Linked DNA regions of Pan troglodytes: region 2 is linked to region 1. Evidence: chromatin contacts called from public Hi-C data. All regions are on one chromosome and are shown on one strand. The core of a region is the stretch at or near the end of the contact, and the rest is flanking DNA. Distances in the headings are between cores, read along the strand shown.

Region 1 (7,476 bases), core at 1,998-4,497:
AAATCCTCAGAAATGATTAATCTAACCAATAAGAATTTTAATATTAATAATAGGTTACTCTAGCAGTACCAGCCTAACTCTAACAATCAATCTACACAGTCTGGCTTTGTCATCATATAACATACAGTGCTCAAAGTTTACCTTAGAAAGAGGTGAGGACACGTGATTTCCCATTTTCAGATCTGTTTTAAATGCTCCTTTTTTTTTTTTTACATCGGGGTATTCTGTTTCACACCATTGCTTATGATACAAAGTGTAAGTAATATGTTTGCTGAGAGAGGAAAGACTGAGACATAATAGGAGACACTGCAGAGCTCCAAGCAGAATCTGAGATTGAAAGTAAGGTTTGGAAACATTAAGAATGTGCTGGAAATACTGATTTCTGCTGCTCAGTTCCCCGAAGAATGGATGGGCCCTTTTTGGAGAGTATGGCACGTCATCCCTGCTACGCAGAGGAGCAAACTGGAACTAGGGGCTTGAACAACTAGAAATATCTAGAAGATTTTGAGCCAAACTTCAGCCTAAGTATCTGCTAAGCTTTCTCACAGACTACGTTCAAAATTGAGTTTGGAAAAAACTGCTTCAAAGAACCCTTCAAGCTCTCCAATGCTGTGAGTTTATGATTCTGTATTTCTCTACGATTTAAATAGAAGCAAACAGAGCACCTGTGAGCATGGTCTCTGAAGTCAGCCTTCCTGGATTGAAGTCTCTGATCTTCCACTGGTTGTGTTACCTGAAGAGGAGACTTAACTTGTATGTGCCTCAGTTTCCTCTGCTGGAAAATTAGGATCATAATAAGGACTAAATAAAATGATGCTCGCAAGGTCTGGGGCACTGATCCCAGCAGGCAGTAGGTGCTCAATCAGTCATTTCTTTATACATGATTAAGTGAACCTTCCTGGCTTTAGGCCAGTAAGATCTGCCCTGGCCTAAAGCTAGCAGGAGGTCACCAAAGCACCTTGGATATAGCAGGATTTCATACATCTTTACTGAATTGAAATATTTATTCATAAGGTGTAGTGATATCTGTTGCAACTTAGGTCAACCTTCAAATTTCCCATCCAAAACTCTCCCCACAATGTCAGCAATTTGTACCCACCTCTTCTGCCTTCACCCTCCCATGTAGTCATGTATGAGTTCTCCTTATAGCAAATGAATACAAGGATCTGCCACTTATGGGATGGGGGCCCATGAGAAAACTGGGATTATTACAGGGAAATAAAATGATGCTACTTCATTTGTATATCCAAGTGCTACATGAGCACTTTGACAATGACACAGCCACCAACCATTGAGGAGGAGAGGGGAAAGAAAGAGAGGAACTGACATTACTGGTGTTTACTCATTGCTAAGCCACCCTATCGGGAGATTTTCCCATGGCCATTAGTCCTTAAGCCAACGCTGCCAGACTCTTGTTTACTTTTACAGATGAGAAACATACATGTCAGAGTTGACTTTCCCAAGACCAGCAGCTAGTGGGGAAACTGAGTTTAGCACCTAGAGGATCGTAAGACATACAGCAAGGGATCCTCTGCCATTCCAAGAGTCATAGCTCTTAAGCCGACTGGCAAAACAGTACCCACCCCTAACAGCTACCAATGATTAGTGCCTAGGACCTAGCACTGTAACTAGCCAGAAACCAAAGCAAAATGCGCAGACCTCCCAGGAAGGCGGAGATGAGAGTCCTGCTGCCCTGCTCCACCCCATCTGCCAGTGTAGGCTGGCCTGAGGCCACTAGGGGGAGCCCTTGCACTAGGAGCAAAGGGAATTTGACAGCCCAATTATCAGTTGGGACTGCGGGGAGGGGAAGGCTCCAAGTTCTCCAGAGCTTCCTCCACTGTTTTATTTACAAACTTATACACATAGGAGCATGAACCAGAGTGCTAAGGGAAAGTTACAGATGACCTTTGGCCTAGGTCCCCTTTAGCTTCAGAAATAGGCCCCCCAGCTGACTGGGAGCAGAGTCTACACAGCAGTGTTGGCCAAACAGAGAGTCATGAAGTCAAGAAAGTGCTACCATTTATTTAATTCAATGGCATGTCATGGCTCAGAACAGAATGGAAAATATCAGCACGATTACACAAGGTAAGAGTGAGTACTGCTTTGGGGAGTTTTTCTTTTAGCTGATGTGTATGTGTGTTGAGGAAGGATGTAAAAGGTACATCTTACTGTGAGTCATTCATTAATAAAGTTTAAAATACATAGACCTCAAAGGCTTTTATAAAACCCAAACTGCCAGTCCCTGGGCCAGAAGCATTGATGCAGTGTTTTATCTGGGACTTGAATCCTGTATTTTTGATAGATTCCCAGGCAGCTCTGGTGATCAGCCAGGTTTGGGAATCACCTGTTAGAGGAAATGGCCCTCAGGCGGGGTCTCCTCACCTGTGCTCCACCCTGCCTCTCCCTGGTCAGGACAGGAGAAGATTTCTAAGAACTTGACAAAGCAAGAAAAGTCACACCGGTTACACATAAAGCAGGGCACAGGCCACCCACTCTGCCCATCCCCCACCCCGGGACAGCTGAAAGCCCCAAAACTGGCAACTGAGGTTTGGGTTTCCATCTCCAGCTCTGTCATAAAAACAAACAAACAAAAATAACCCCAGCAAAATAAAATCACTTTAGAGTCAGCCAGATCTGGGTTCCAACCCTGGCTCTTCTACTTACTACCTATGTGACCATGGGCAGGTGTTACCATCTCTCTGAGACTCAGTTTCCTCACTTTTTTTTCTTTTTTTTTTGAGACGGAGTCTCACTCTGTCCCCCTGGAGTGCAGTGGCATGATCTCGGCTCACTGCAACCTCTGCCTCCCAGGTACAAGCAATTCTCCTGCCTCAGCCTCCCAAGTAGCTGGGATTACAGGCACCCACTACCACACCTGGCTAATTTTTTTTATATTTTTGGTAGAGACGGGGTTTCACCATGTTGGCCACGCTGGTCTCAAACTCCTGACCTCAAGTGATCCACACACCTCGGCCTCCCAAAGTGCTGGGATTGCAGGTGTGAGCCACTGCACCCAGCCATTCTTCACCTTTTAAAATGGGAATCCAAATGCCTCAATAAACACCAGGCCAAAAACAGGGTGCTGCTTTATGTTAACTCCTTTTCTGGCCTCCACTAAATCCCCCTGTGGGCTTAGCATGCTGTCCTGCTGGGCTTTGGTTTCCCTGACCGTGAGAAAGGGTTTGTGAAATTAAGTAGCCGTCTGCAGGGGCGGAGCTGGCAGAGGTTGTTACTAACGGGGATCACACTGTCCGGCCTGCATGGTCTGTACTAACAGGAGCCTGCCATCCCCATTCCTTCGCAGCTCCTGCTGCCTGGGCACAAATGCCCTGGAGAGTGAGTGACTGTCAGACCAGCCGGAGGGGAGCAATGGGAAGAGCCGCTTGCTGAGAAGAGGTGGGCTTGGCAGGACTGCAGATGGAGTACTCTCCCCAACCCCCTGCAGGTGCTTGTCTAAGCCAAGCTGGGAGGATGGAGGCCGGCCCTGGCCCAGCCCCAGGCAAGGGAGGAGCCTCAGCCCAGATGGGGCAGGTGGGGAGTCTGGGCTCAGGTGTGTCCTGTGGGAAGTGATTGCTCCCTGGCTAGCAGAGACAGAGGAAAGCGGATTGTTGGCCCCAGGACCCAGCTCTGAGAGGCTGGGCTTGTTTCCCCGACTCTGCCTTGGAGGAAAGCAATGGAAGGGGTAAGGCTGTCTCGGTTTTGTTGCCGGCTTTCTGTGTGTCTTTTCTTGCAGGACAAGTTCCTCCCACTTGAGAGCCCTGGGGAAAAACTGCTTGTGTGTGCTGCCTCCTGGGCAGGAATAAACATGTCAGGTGTCAGCCAGTGCATTTCTGCTCATACTGGCTTTGCTCAGGGCGGGTGGGAGGGAAGAGGAGTGTGCCATGTCCTGTGCCACCTGGAGTGTGAGGGGACAGGAGGTGCTGAGGAATGACAGCATGTGGCCTAGCTCTACCCAGCCAGCTGGACTCCTGACCTATTCCCAGATCCTCCGTTGAAGCGCCTGCTGGCTTCTCTCTGTGTTTACTTGCCCTTGTGGACTGTATCCGGCCTCTGCAGTGATTAGCGGGCCTCCTGGTCAGAGAGCAGTGCTTGGTGCTAGGAAGCCGGCTGTGCAGTGCTCTTTTGTGGCTTGTGGCTCTAGACCGGGCTCTGCTCCTTGTTAACTGTGTGGCCTGGGGCAAGTGTGTCCGTCATCCTGAGCCCTGGGTCCCTCACTCATGAAAGAGAATTACTGGTACAATAACTACTTTGTGAGACTATCAGAGGTGCTTGTATAAATAGAGATGTATGGAAAAGTATCCTGCCCTACGCCAGCATTCCCTGCCCCTTGGATGGCTGAGTGCTGTTGGCACAGTTGGAGACGTCTTGCCTGACTGACCACATCTTCCTTTTTCCTTCTCCAATTCTCCACTCTCCTGTATTTCCGTCTTCAGTAAGTCAGTTTCTTTTGATGTGCGTGCGCGTGTGCGTGTGCGTGTGTGTGTTGCTTCCATACTTTTTATTATATATTTGGAGTCAAGTCATTTTCTCCCATGAATCATGTGGCTTCTCACCCACAAGTTTGGTTTTAAATCAGGGCAGAGGATCCATTTTAGCTTTTGCTGGTCAGGAAAAGCTCCCCTTTGTCTCAGGGCAAAGGGCGTGTTTCTCTCTGTGGCAAATCACTCCAGTCCAAATAGCTGAGTTTTGGAAAGGGGTGAGCAGGGGCATGTTGGTATGACTTCATCTCCCTCCTCTGAGTTCTCCCCGCCACCCCCACCTCGACCATACCACTTAGTAACTTTTAAGAAACTCCTCCTTGACGGGAAAGTGCCAGGCTGAATAGATTTAGCGTGCTTGTAAGAAAAGGAAACTGACTTACATTTTTCCCGTCTCTGATGGGCCAGGATCCGCACTGGCATCCATTATTTCAGTTTATCTGATGACAATACAGTGTGGTCTATGCCATTGCCCCATTTATTGTAGATGAGGTAACTGACAATGTTATCACTTGCTCAGTATCATACCACTGGCAGCAGAGCTGGGACATGAGCTTACATGTGTCAGTGCCAACTATAAGCCAAGCATCGCTAGCAAGGATTACAATAGGACAGCAGGAAGAATGTTAGGCAAATTAGACAAAAATGTACAAAAGAGCATGTTTGTTAGCTAATCACATTTTTATGGGATAAGCTAATATGATTATATAACTTTCACTGCTCAGAGAGAGAAAAAAATCAAGAGAGAAATAAGAGTGGTTTCTCATCTTGAAAGAAGGATTTGTTTCATTTTTTTAAATTAACAAAATATTCATTTATTCAATATATATTTATTGAGGACGTGGTTTGTGTGGTCAGGTCCTGCTTTGGTGCTGCAGATGCAGCAGTGAACCAAACGGTTGAAGATACCTGCCTTCCTAAACCTCATATTCTAGTGAGAGAAGACAAAAAAATCTATATATGGGTCAAATGGCAGTAACTGCAATGTAGATACACAAAGCAGGGAAGGGTATAAGGATGGTCAGGCAGGAAGAGGGACTGCTATTTTCAATGAGACCGTTTCAAGAAAGGTGTCAATGGAAGGTGGCATTTGAGCAGAAACTTGGAAAAGGTATAGGAATTAATGGGCTGTGTGGATATCTTAGAGAAGAACATTCTACAGAGAAGTAACAGCAGATATAAACGCCCTGAGGCAGAAGGTCGTGGGTGTTTCAAGGAATGACTGGAGCTGGAGGAAGTGAAGGAGTGTTCAGAGAGTGGGGTCAGATGTTATAGGGCCCTGGAGGCCATTGTTGAAACTCGAGCATTTCCTCTGAGCGAAATGGAGAGCCACCTGGGCATTGTGGACCAGGCAATGACGCAATCCAACTTACATTTTAAAAGGATCATCTGACTACTGTTTTGAAAATAGATACTAGGGACAGAAAGTGCAGAAGCTGGCTGACCAGGTAGGAGATTATTGCAGTAATCCAAGCAAGAGAGGTTGGTGGCTCAGACCAGTCTTAGCAATGAAGTGGCTAGAAGTGGTCAGATGCTGGAAATAGATTAAAGGTAGGGTCAGCAGGATTTACTAATGGATTAGACAAAAAAAAAAAAAAAGAAAATTGTTGATGACTCCAACTTGTAAAACTGGAACATCTGGAAGAGTGGAATCAAGGTTTACCAAGATGACTTAACACAGAGCAGGTTTGAAAGCAGATTAGGAGTTGGTTTTAGACGTAATATGTTTAGGGGGTCTACATAGGCGGGTTTAGAGTTCAAGGAAGAGGCCCAGGCAGGAGGTATCATCTTGATAATATATCTACATTATCTAGAATAGCACTGGGTGTGTAGTAGATGTTTAGTATGTGTTATATGGGGGATTTTAAAACTTGGCTTCACATTCTCTGACATCTTCCCATGAAGAGGTGGTGCCCATGTTCCCATACCTTGGTTGAAATCATGACTACTCTGACCAATACAGTGTGGTACATGTGACACTCTGTGCTTTCAGAGACTGTGTCATAAAAGGTCATACCCCATCTACCTCATTTATGAGAACACTTACTCTTGCAGCCCTGAGCTCCCATGTGAGTAATCTCTACCCCAATACTTTCTGGCTAGAGACACGTGATGTAGACATTCTGCTTGACAGTTCCAGCTAAGCCTAGCCTTCTAGCCATTCCTGCAAGACTAAAATCAGTACCCTCCAGACTAGACCAGCCACTGGTGAGATGCAGCCAAATGACTTTTACCAACACCCTGTGGAACAGAGGGAGAACTCAGCTGAGCCTCGTCCAAATTCCTATCCCACAAAATTGTGAAATATAGAAAAATGCTTTTTGTTTTAGGCCACTCAGTTTTGGGGTGGTTTGTTTTCATTAACAGATATCAGGACAATTAGATATATCCTTCTTTCTGTGTAGTTATTTAAAAAGTCATTCTCTTCCCATAGACATAAGGTTAAAGTGAACCCTATAGAATTTTGTTTTATTGTATAGTTTAGACACCCAAAAAGGTTGATGGGTTTTTCTTTTCCTAAATCAGAGGTCCTAGTGCATGCCCTCAGCCAGGTAGGTTTTCACTTAGTTATACAGTCATTGCAAGGGAGAATTGTAGCATTTTTGAGCTGGGAGAGCTGGCCAGTCAGGGAGCTTACAAAATGGTGCTTGAATTTTTGATGAATGAGCATTGGAGTTGTAGTTGAAGTATACTTAAGTTTACTTTTGCCTCTTATAAGTGATTTGCACAAGTCATGGAATTATAAAATATAGGAGGTGGGAGAGTTCTCAAATACCAACCAGTCTGGAAACTCCCATTTTACAGGGAAATTTGAGCCACAGAGGCAGAAAATGCCAACACACTTCATAACGACTTATCCAGTGTGCCCCATTTACAGTGGCTGCTCCATGAATGTTCTTGTTCAATTTGAGGGTAAACTCAGAGTCAGATCTCCTCAGTAGACTCTACTCTCAGGCCCTATCTTGGAATTTCTGAGAAGGGCCCTATCCTAGATGCC
Region 2 (7,476 bases), core at 2,777-5,276, 170 kb after region 1:
TAGTAGAAATTCATTTTGCAATGTCTAAAATCTACAACAATTAAAAATGCACCTGCATTCAACAAAAACTGCTGAGACAATTGGTTATCCACATGCAAAAAGTTAACCTTACAACCTCATCTCACACCATACATAAGAATTAACTCAAAATAGATCACATAGTTAAACATAAGGGCTAAAATAATAAAATATTTACAAGAAAACATAAAAGAAAATCTTTGAGACTTGGGCTAGGCAAAGATTTCTTGCCTACGACATCAAGAGCATAGTCCATAAAATAATTTTAAAAACTAATAAATTGGACCTCATGAAAATTCAAAACTTTTATACTTCAAAAGACACAAGAAAATGAAAAGACACAACAGACTGGAAGAAAATATTTGCAAAATATATCCATTAAAGGATCTGTATCCACAATTTACAAAGAATCCTCACAACTCAACTTATGACAAGTAACCCAATTAGAAAATGAGCAAGAGATATAAACAGACATTCCATCAGTGAAAATACATAAATGACTAGTAATTACGTGAGACAATTTTCAACATCATTAGTCCTTAGGGAAATGCAAAATTAATGCCTCAATGAGATACTATTTCGCACCCACTAGAATGGCTATAATAAATCAGGCAGACAATAACAAATGTTGGCAAAGATACTCAGAAAAGGGAACTTTCATACATCTTTGACGGGAATGTTATAAAATGGTGTGACCATTTTGGAAAAGTGTTGCAGTTTCTCAAAAAGTAAAAAATAAAACTATGATATGACCCAGCAATCCTACTTCTAGTTATTTACCCAAGGTGTATGAAAACATATGTCCACACAAAGACTTACATGTGAATATTCGTAGTGCCATTATTTATAATAGCCCAAAACTTGAAACCATGACCATCAACTGGTTTTGTATAGACAAAATGTGGCATATCCACACAATGGAATATTATTCAACTATAAAAAGGAACAAATTAATGGCACATGCTATGTCATGCATGAATCTCAAAAGCATTGTTAAAGAAGCTCGACACAAAAGATGACATATTGAACGATCACGTTTATGAAGAAGTGCCTAGAAAAAGCAAATTTATACAGGCAGAAAACAGATTAGTGATTTCCTGGGACTGAGGGTAGAAATGAGATTAACTGTGAATGGGTATAAAGAATCTTACTGTGGTGTCCTCAAATGTCCTAAAACCTATCTATAATGATGGTTGCAACATTTGGCAAAATTAGTAAAAATCATTGAATTGTACACTTAGAATGGATGAATTTCATATATAAAATATACCTAAATAAGTTGTTTTCTACAGAGTCTTGCTCTGCCACCCAAGCTGGAGTGCAGTGATGCAATCTTGGCTCACTGCAACCTCTGCCTCTCGGGTCCAAGTGATTCTCCTGCCTCAGACTCCTCAGTAGCTGGGATTACAGGCGCCTACCACCACGCCCGGCTAATTTTTGTATTTTTAGTAAAGACGGGGTTTCACCATGTTGGCCAGGCTGGTCTCAAACTCCTGACCTCAATTGAACCGCCTGCCTCAGCCTCCCAAAGTGCTGGGATTACAGGTGTGAGCCACAGTGCCCAACCATAAAGCCGTTTTCTAAAAAAAAAAAAAACATGACTTTTTGTTTCGCTTGTCCCTTGAAGAATTATATGAGTAACAATTGTACTAATCCTAATCTTGGATAGGAAACCATGGTATCACTTTTGAGAGGATCTAACACAGTGTTAGGAAAACTCCTTCAACTGGTTGTTCATTGGACAGAGGTTCTCCAGGAAAAGAATTTCTCATAAATCAAAGTTCTTTCTGTTTATATTTTAAGAAGCCAGTGCCTGGAAACAATTCAAAAGTACATACAAGAGATTTAAGTTGTCTTTGGCAATGGACTGATTGATCTGATGAGTATTCTACTCTACATTCAGATTACAGTATATGAACTTAAAAAGACAAGCAAAAACTTTTAACACAATATGAAAGGACATAGGGTTAAGTTATATAACTTTGAGTGTACATGTCCAAATGTCAAAGGCGCTGTTTGCTTGAGCAACTGTATAATGTTGTAACACAATAGTCCTTAGTAATAATACTAAATGACAAGTAACATTACAGGCATTAATCCAATCCCTGGATTGTCCTGTATTCATCTTAAATACATTCTAACTATCCACTTTACTTATAAGGTCTTTCAAAAATAACCCAGGACTTTATAACCCTCACAGGACAGCAAAGAATTTTACAAACTTTTTAGGTCTTTGCAAAAATACCACCTTGTCTGACCACCTTATTGAAAACTGCCAACCTCACAAAACTCTCTATCTTCCCTTCCCTGATTCGTTTTTCTCAATAAAATTAAACATACCTTTTACATATATATTCTGATTACTGTCTGCCTTCTCCTACTAGAAAGCTAAACAAAAAGATCTGTTTTTTCCTTGCTGTATCCTCATTGCCTAGAACAGTGCCTACCACGTTGCAGGTGCTCAGCGTTTTTTGAACAAATGAATGAGTATTAAATACGTGCAAGAAAACAGGAGCTGATTCTTACCACAGGAATGAAAAATGAGTCTCTTCTACTCATTCAACAGCCTTGACTTGGGGTTAAAATATGAATTTTACAAGGAAATAGAGACCTCAGAATAAAATTTCCAGACTGCCTACCCAGCATTTCTTCAGCAAAGAGAAAAAAAAAAAGGTCAATATTTCACTTATAATTCTGGACTTGCAACAAAGTATTTTTAATAAACAACTGTCTCTATTCTGGAGAGAAGGCAGGTTAATTAAATCCCATGTGACTAATTAACAAAAAAGAAAACAAATGAAAGTTCCATACTTACCTATTCTTACTAGTTACTTAACTCGAATAAAGTATAACATTTCAAAAGCAGCCTGTTTTTCTACATCCAAAAGGGGATCCTATCTCCATGAAGACAGACCTTAGCAGAATATGCCTTAGCAGTCCTGATCTCCTCAGCCTCAAATCCTCCAAACACCAAGGAAACTTTTTCTCTCCCTTACCCTAGAAGTCTTCCCATAGCCATTTTACAAACACAAACACCTTCAGACCTCTCTGTTTTAATTAACCTCTGACCCAATCCAGCTGCATTCCAGCGTTAAACAACACCCCAGGAAGAAAGACTCACAACCTCTGGCCCCTGGAGCATCCCCCAAACAGTCACCCCCAACAACCGAGAGTCCTGGAACGTGAAGGAATCTGGGGATGGCAGGGACCTCCCAGCAAGACCAGAATTGGAGGACATCTTAGACTTCACTCTGGTACTGCCCATTTCTGTGTGACCTTGGGCTTGTTACTACATCTCTAGGGGTCCTAGTTTTCTCACCTTTAGGGTGAGGACAACATGTTGACCAAGTCACTGTAAGGATTCAATGAGATTCCATGTAAAGCACCTAACAGGGCACCCGGCACGAAACGGCGCCTCAGTCCTCAGTAGCGTGGATGATCCCCGCCCTAAGCCTACAGGCTCAGAGCTGGAAGGCGCCTCGCAGAACGAGTCCAGTTCTCCCGATTTTGCAGAGGAGGGCACTGAGGTCCAGAGAACACAGAAGTGCCTTGCTCCGACCTCCAGAAAGGCAGATGGGCGCGGGACCTGGAACCCAGGACGCCCATCCTCAGCTCACACCCCCGCCCTCTTCCCTGGACCCTGCGGGGCCCGGGCGCCGGTGCCAGGCGAGGCGGTGCGCGCCACCCTCCCGGGGCCCCAGCTCCGCGCGACCCGGGACCGCTCCACCTGCCGCCGAGCCCCGCGCTCGCCTGAGGCCCGGGGCTCCCGCCTCTCCCCCCGGCCTCCCGCAAGTCAGGCAGCCCCGCACAGCGGTCCGGAGCGCGTACTCAACTCTTCACTTTGCCGAAGGTGCCGACGCCCAGCGTGTCGCCCAGCACGTAGTGTCCGATCTTCACCCGCCCGTCGTGCTTCTGCTTCTCAGCCATCTTCGGCGCGCGCGGCCTCGCTCCGCCGCCTGCCGCTCCGCGTAGCAGCCGCCGCCGCCGCCTACCCACAGTGCAGCGGGCCCTGCGGGCGAGGGGGCGGACCCCGAGCCGCGAGGGGCGCGGGGCGGGCGCGGGGTCCCGGGAGGGGGCGCTGGGCGCTTCGGACCCAGGTGGGAAGCAACGGGCGAGCGGCGGGCGGGGCGGGGCCGAGGGAGGGAGCGCGAGGCGCCCGCTCCCGGGAGTGAGAGGCTCCTGCGGCGGAACCCGAAGCAGCGACAGCGGGGGCCGGGGACGCGGGGCGCTGGGCGGGAGTGCGGGAGGGGCGGCGCCAGATGCGCGGGGTCCGAGCGAGGGGCGGAGGCGACAGGTGCTGCGAGGGGGGTAGGCGAGGGTGCCGAGGGAGGCAGGAGGCCCTTTCTGAGGAAAACCGAAGGGGGTGAAAATAGGGGGTGAGACTGGGGCCCGATCCTAGGGAATGGAAAGACTTGGAAGTCAGACTGGAAGAAGAGACGGGCCTCGGGTGTTGGGAGCGAGGGGCTGTAAAAGGGAAGAGTCGGGAGGGGAGACTGCGGGAAGGGCCCTGGCCAAAGGGGCAGTGGCAGGAGAGCCTCTAGGAAGCTCCTCAAGTCTCGTCTGAGGCTTTTGGATACGGGTCGCGGCACAGGGAGAACGCACGCAGCTCTGTACTCTCTTGAATTGTCCTCCTCTACTTATTCTGTAATTCCCAATTATTTTGTCCTATAGATGGAAGAGACCCTCTCCGCCAGAGCTCTCAATTTTAACTAATTTGCCCACAGTTTTCCAAAAAATCTCAGTCACGGTATTTGCTCGAGTGTTTTTTAGCACATGCTTATATAAATATGTAGTTTTACCACGCGCTTATATAAACATATAGTACCGAAATGTGATACAGCTGTACAAGAAGGAAATGGGAAAGACGTGGAAAGGGAAACAATATTCTGCCCACAGAAAGTAAAATACGTAAGCTACAGAGGAATTGTGAAGGGCGAGGCCAGTACAAGGTCACATATTAAAGGAAGAATAAATGTGATATAGAAGTGAAAAGAGTGGTAAGAGGAAATTAGAAGCATGATGCCTAGGCAGCGTGTTCAAAGACTGACCTCCCCACCCTCCCCCCACAAAAAGAAAAAAAAAGAAAAAAGACTGGCAAAGAATTAGGTAATAAAGCGATTATCTCTGCCTCTCTTCCTTCTCTCCCGCCCTTCCTTCCCTCCTTCCTTCCTTTAATGTTGTCTCATTCTTTAATGTTGTTCTGTCTTTCAGTGATTAAAGTTTATTTGCTTCTCACCACACACACAAAAAGATTCGTATACAATATGTTTAATTAGCTTGACTTATAGCCATTCCACAATCAATATATTTCAAAACATATACATACTAAATATATACAATTTTTATTTGCCAATGAAATAAAAAATTTTAAAACAGTAAAAAAAAAAATTCTGTTTGGGGCTAAGTAATTAAGGATTAGTCAAACATTTATAGCACTGCATGCCAGTAGAGTTTCAAGGTCACATTCCTCAAACATGAAGTCTCTTGAACACTGTTTATATGTAAATTGAAATGTATTGATCAAAAAGAATAGGACACAACAAAACTTTGTTTTCTGATAAGTACTAAATATAGAAATTTCAAACATTCATTTTCATCCAAACATCAAGACAATCTGATGAGAGATGATCACAGCTTATAAATTATAGATATCACAGCTGTTAAACAGAGGCTATTTTTGTTCATTCTTCAGATCATCTTCCTTGCTGACAAGTATCATCTAGGAATCACTCTACCTCGCTGGCAATTTTGAGAAAATAGCCAGTTATTTTTGTGCTGAACTTTCATCTGGTTAAGGGTCATTCCTTCAGCATTCAAGTGAGTAAGAAAAGACCTATTCTGCTTTTGAGGTATGAGATGTATATGTCTTCTGCTCTAATATCCCGTTAAAAGATGTTGAAAAGTCTTCACTTGAAGTTAGATGATTGCTTTCTTGAAGCTACATAAAGACTAACTGTAAATTGAGATTTCAAAGCATTTCGTACTGTCTTAACTATTTGTTGATAAATACTATAAGTTAAATTATTATATACTTCATAACTATGATTCTTACATAGCTATTGTGGACTACCTTATAGTTTTGTTACTATGTGAAACATCTATGATACTTTGTTGATTAAGAAGTTCATTTAAACACAATTATTTAATTGTCATAAAAGAAAGATTATTATTCCCATTTTATAGACGATAAAACTTAGTTTTTCCCTTTCTGATTTGCCCAGGGCTAAAAAGTGGCAGAGTCAGAACTCATATCCAGTTCTGACTTGTCCTTCAGTCTGCCTACTATACCGCAGCTGCCTATGCCAAAAGAAAGTATGGTGCTCTAAGAAAGTTAAAAATTGTCACAGTTGTGGTTCCATTTTCATATTTTTATTATTTCTTGGGCAGTCCGATAATATATCCTATAAATTTGTAAGTATTTAAACTACTTTTTGTTGTTTTTTTGACTTTTATTTAGAGGAAAGGTTGAATGGTAAGTGGGTAAGAAGGACAACTCTTGGTGGCAGTACTCAGCCCTCTGTTGTCCTGGACACTTCAAGATAAGGTTCCATATTTGCCTCTTCCTACTCAGCAGTAGAAAACCCGACAGTTAATCAGAGTAGATCTCCTTAAGGGTCATGCCTCTTGGAGGTCTCACCCCTAAAGATGACCTGGTAAATGCAATGTTCCCATTTTATTATCTTCCAATGAAGGTTTCACGCCGCTATTGTTTAGTACCAATCTCTAAGACCAGTGCCCCAGGGAGATGTTCAGTTCTTAGCGCTGGTCCAACTATTACTGCTTTACCCTCCTGCTTCTGAAACTTTGGGGTTGTTTACCTTCAAATATTCTAAAATAAGTCCTGAATAGGACATTAATGCAAGACCACTAAACTAATATACTGTACTAGACACCATTGGTATTATCAGTAACCAGTTATTTCAAGTCTTTGCTCACAGTCACCTTCTTGGTGAACCCTACCCTGGCCACCCTATTTAAGTTGCAGTTTCTTTTTTTTTTTTGTAATTTTTTTGTAATTTTTTTTTTTTTTTTTTTTTTTTAGAGACAGGGTCTCGCCATGTTACCCAGGCTGGTCTCAAACTCCTGGACTCAAGTGATTGTCCTGCCTCAGCCTCTCAAAGTACTGAGATTACGGGCGTGAGCCACCGCACCAGGCCTAAATTGCAGTTTTATCTCACTCATGCTCTCTGCCCTGCACTCTCGTCCCCTGACCCTCCTCAACTTTTTTACATAGCACTAGCCATCTAACATACTATTTAATTTATGTGCTTATTATATTTTTGTCTGTTTCTCCCAATTAGAATCTAAACTTCACAAAAGAAGAGAGGCCTTTTTTCTCTATTTTGTTCACTGATGTATCCTTAGCTCCCGGGACAATGCCTGACAAAATATGGATATCCAAGCAGATTCAGAATGTGGCACCTGAAGTTTATTCAGTGTGGGGGAATCTCTTTAAGG

The links. Hi-C and Micro-C count contacts between places; a contact is called where the count stands out from the background.
Region 2: a contact with region 1 is called in a Hi-C map of stem cell-derived neural progenitor cells, with 3 times the contacts expected there. The contact joins the promoter of PRKAA2 here to the promoter of FYB2 in region 1. A contact is called at or near these places in 1 of 7 Hi-C or Micro-C datasets (stem cell-derived neural progenitor cells) and 1 of 1 datasets of contacts at active chromatin or transcription factors (stem cell-derived excitatory neurons).

The regions. Positions count from the first base shown.
Region 1 is chr1:174,159,932-174,167,407 of NHGRI_mPanTro3-v2.0_pri, forward strand. It overlaps FYB2 (FYN binding protein 2), which reads left to right and starts at 3,248. Exons shown (of 20, transcript XR_008547630.1): 1 at 3,248-3,682.
Region 2 is chr1:174,333,119-174,340,594 of NHGRI_mPanTro3-v2.0_pri, forward strand. PRKAA2 (protein kinase AMP-activated catalytic subunit alpha 2) reads right to left here and starts at 4,027. Exons shown (of 9, transcript XR_010153841.1): 1 at 3,852-4,027. It overlaps LOC134809110 (a long non-coding RNA gene), which reads left to right and starts at 4,015. Exons shown (of 3, transcript XR_010153854.1): 1 at 4,015-4,115; 2 at 5,711-5,835.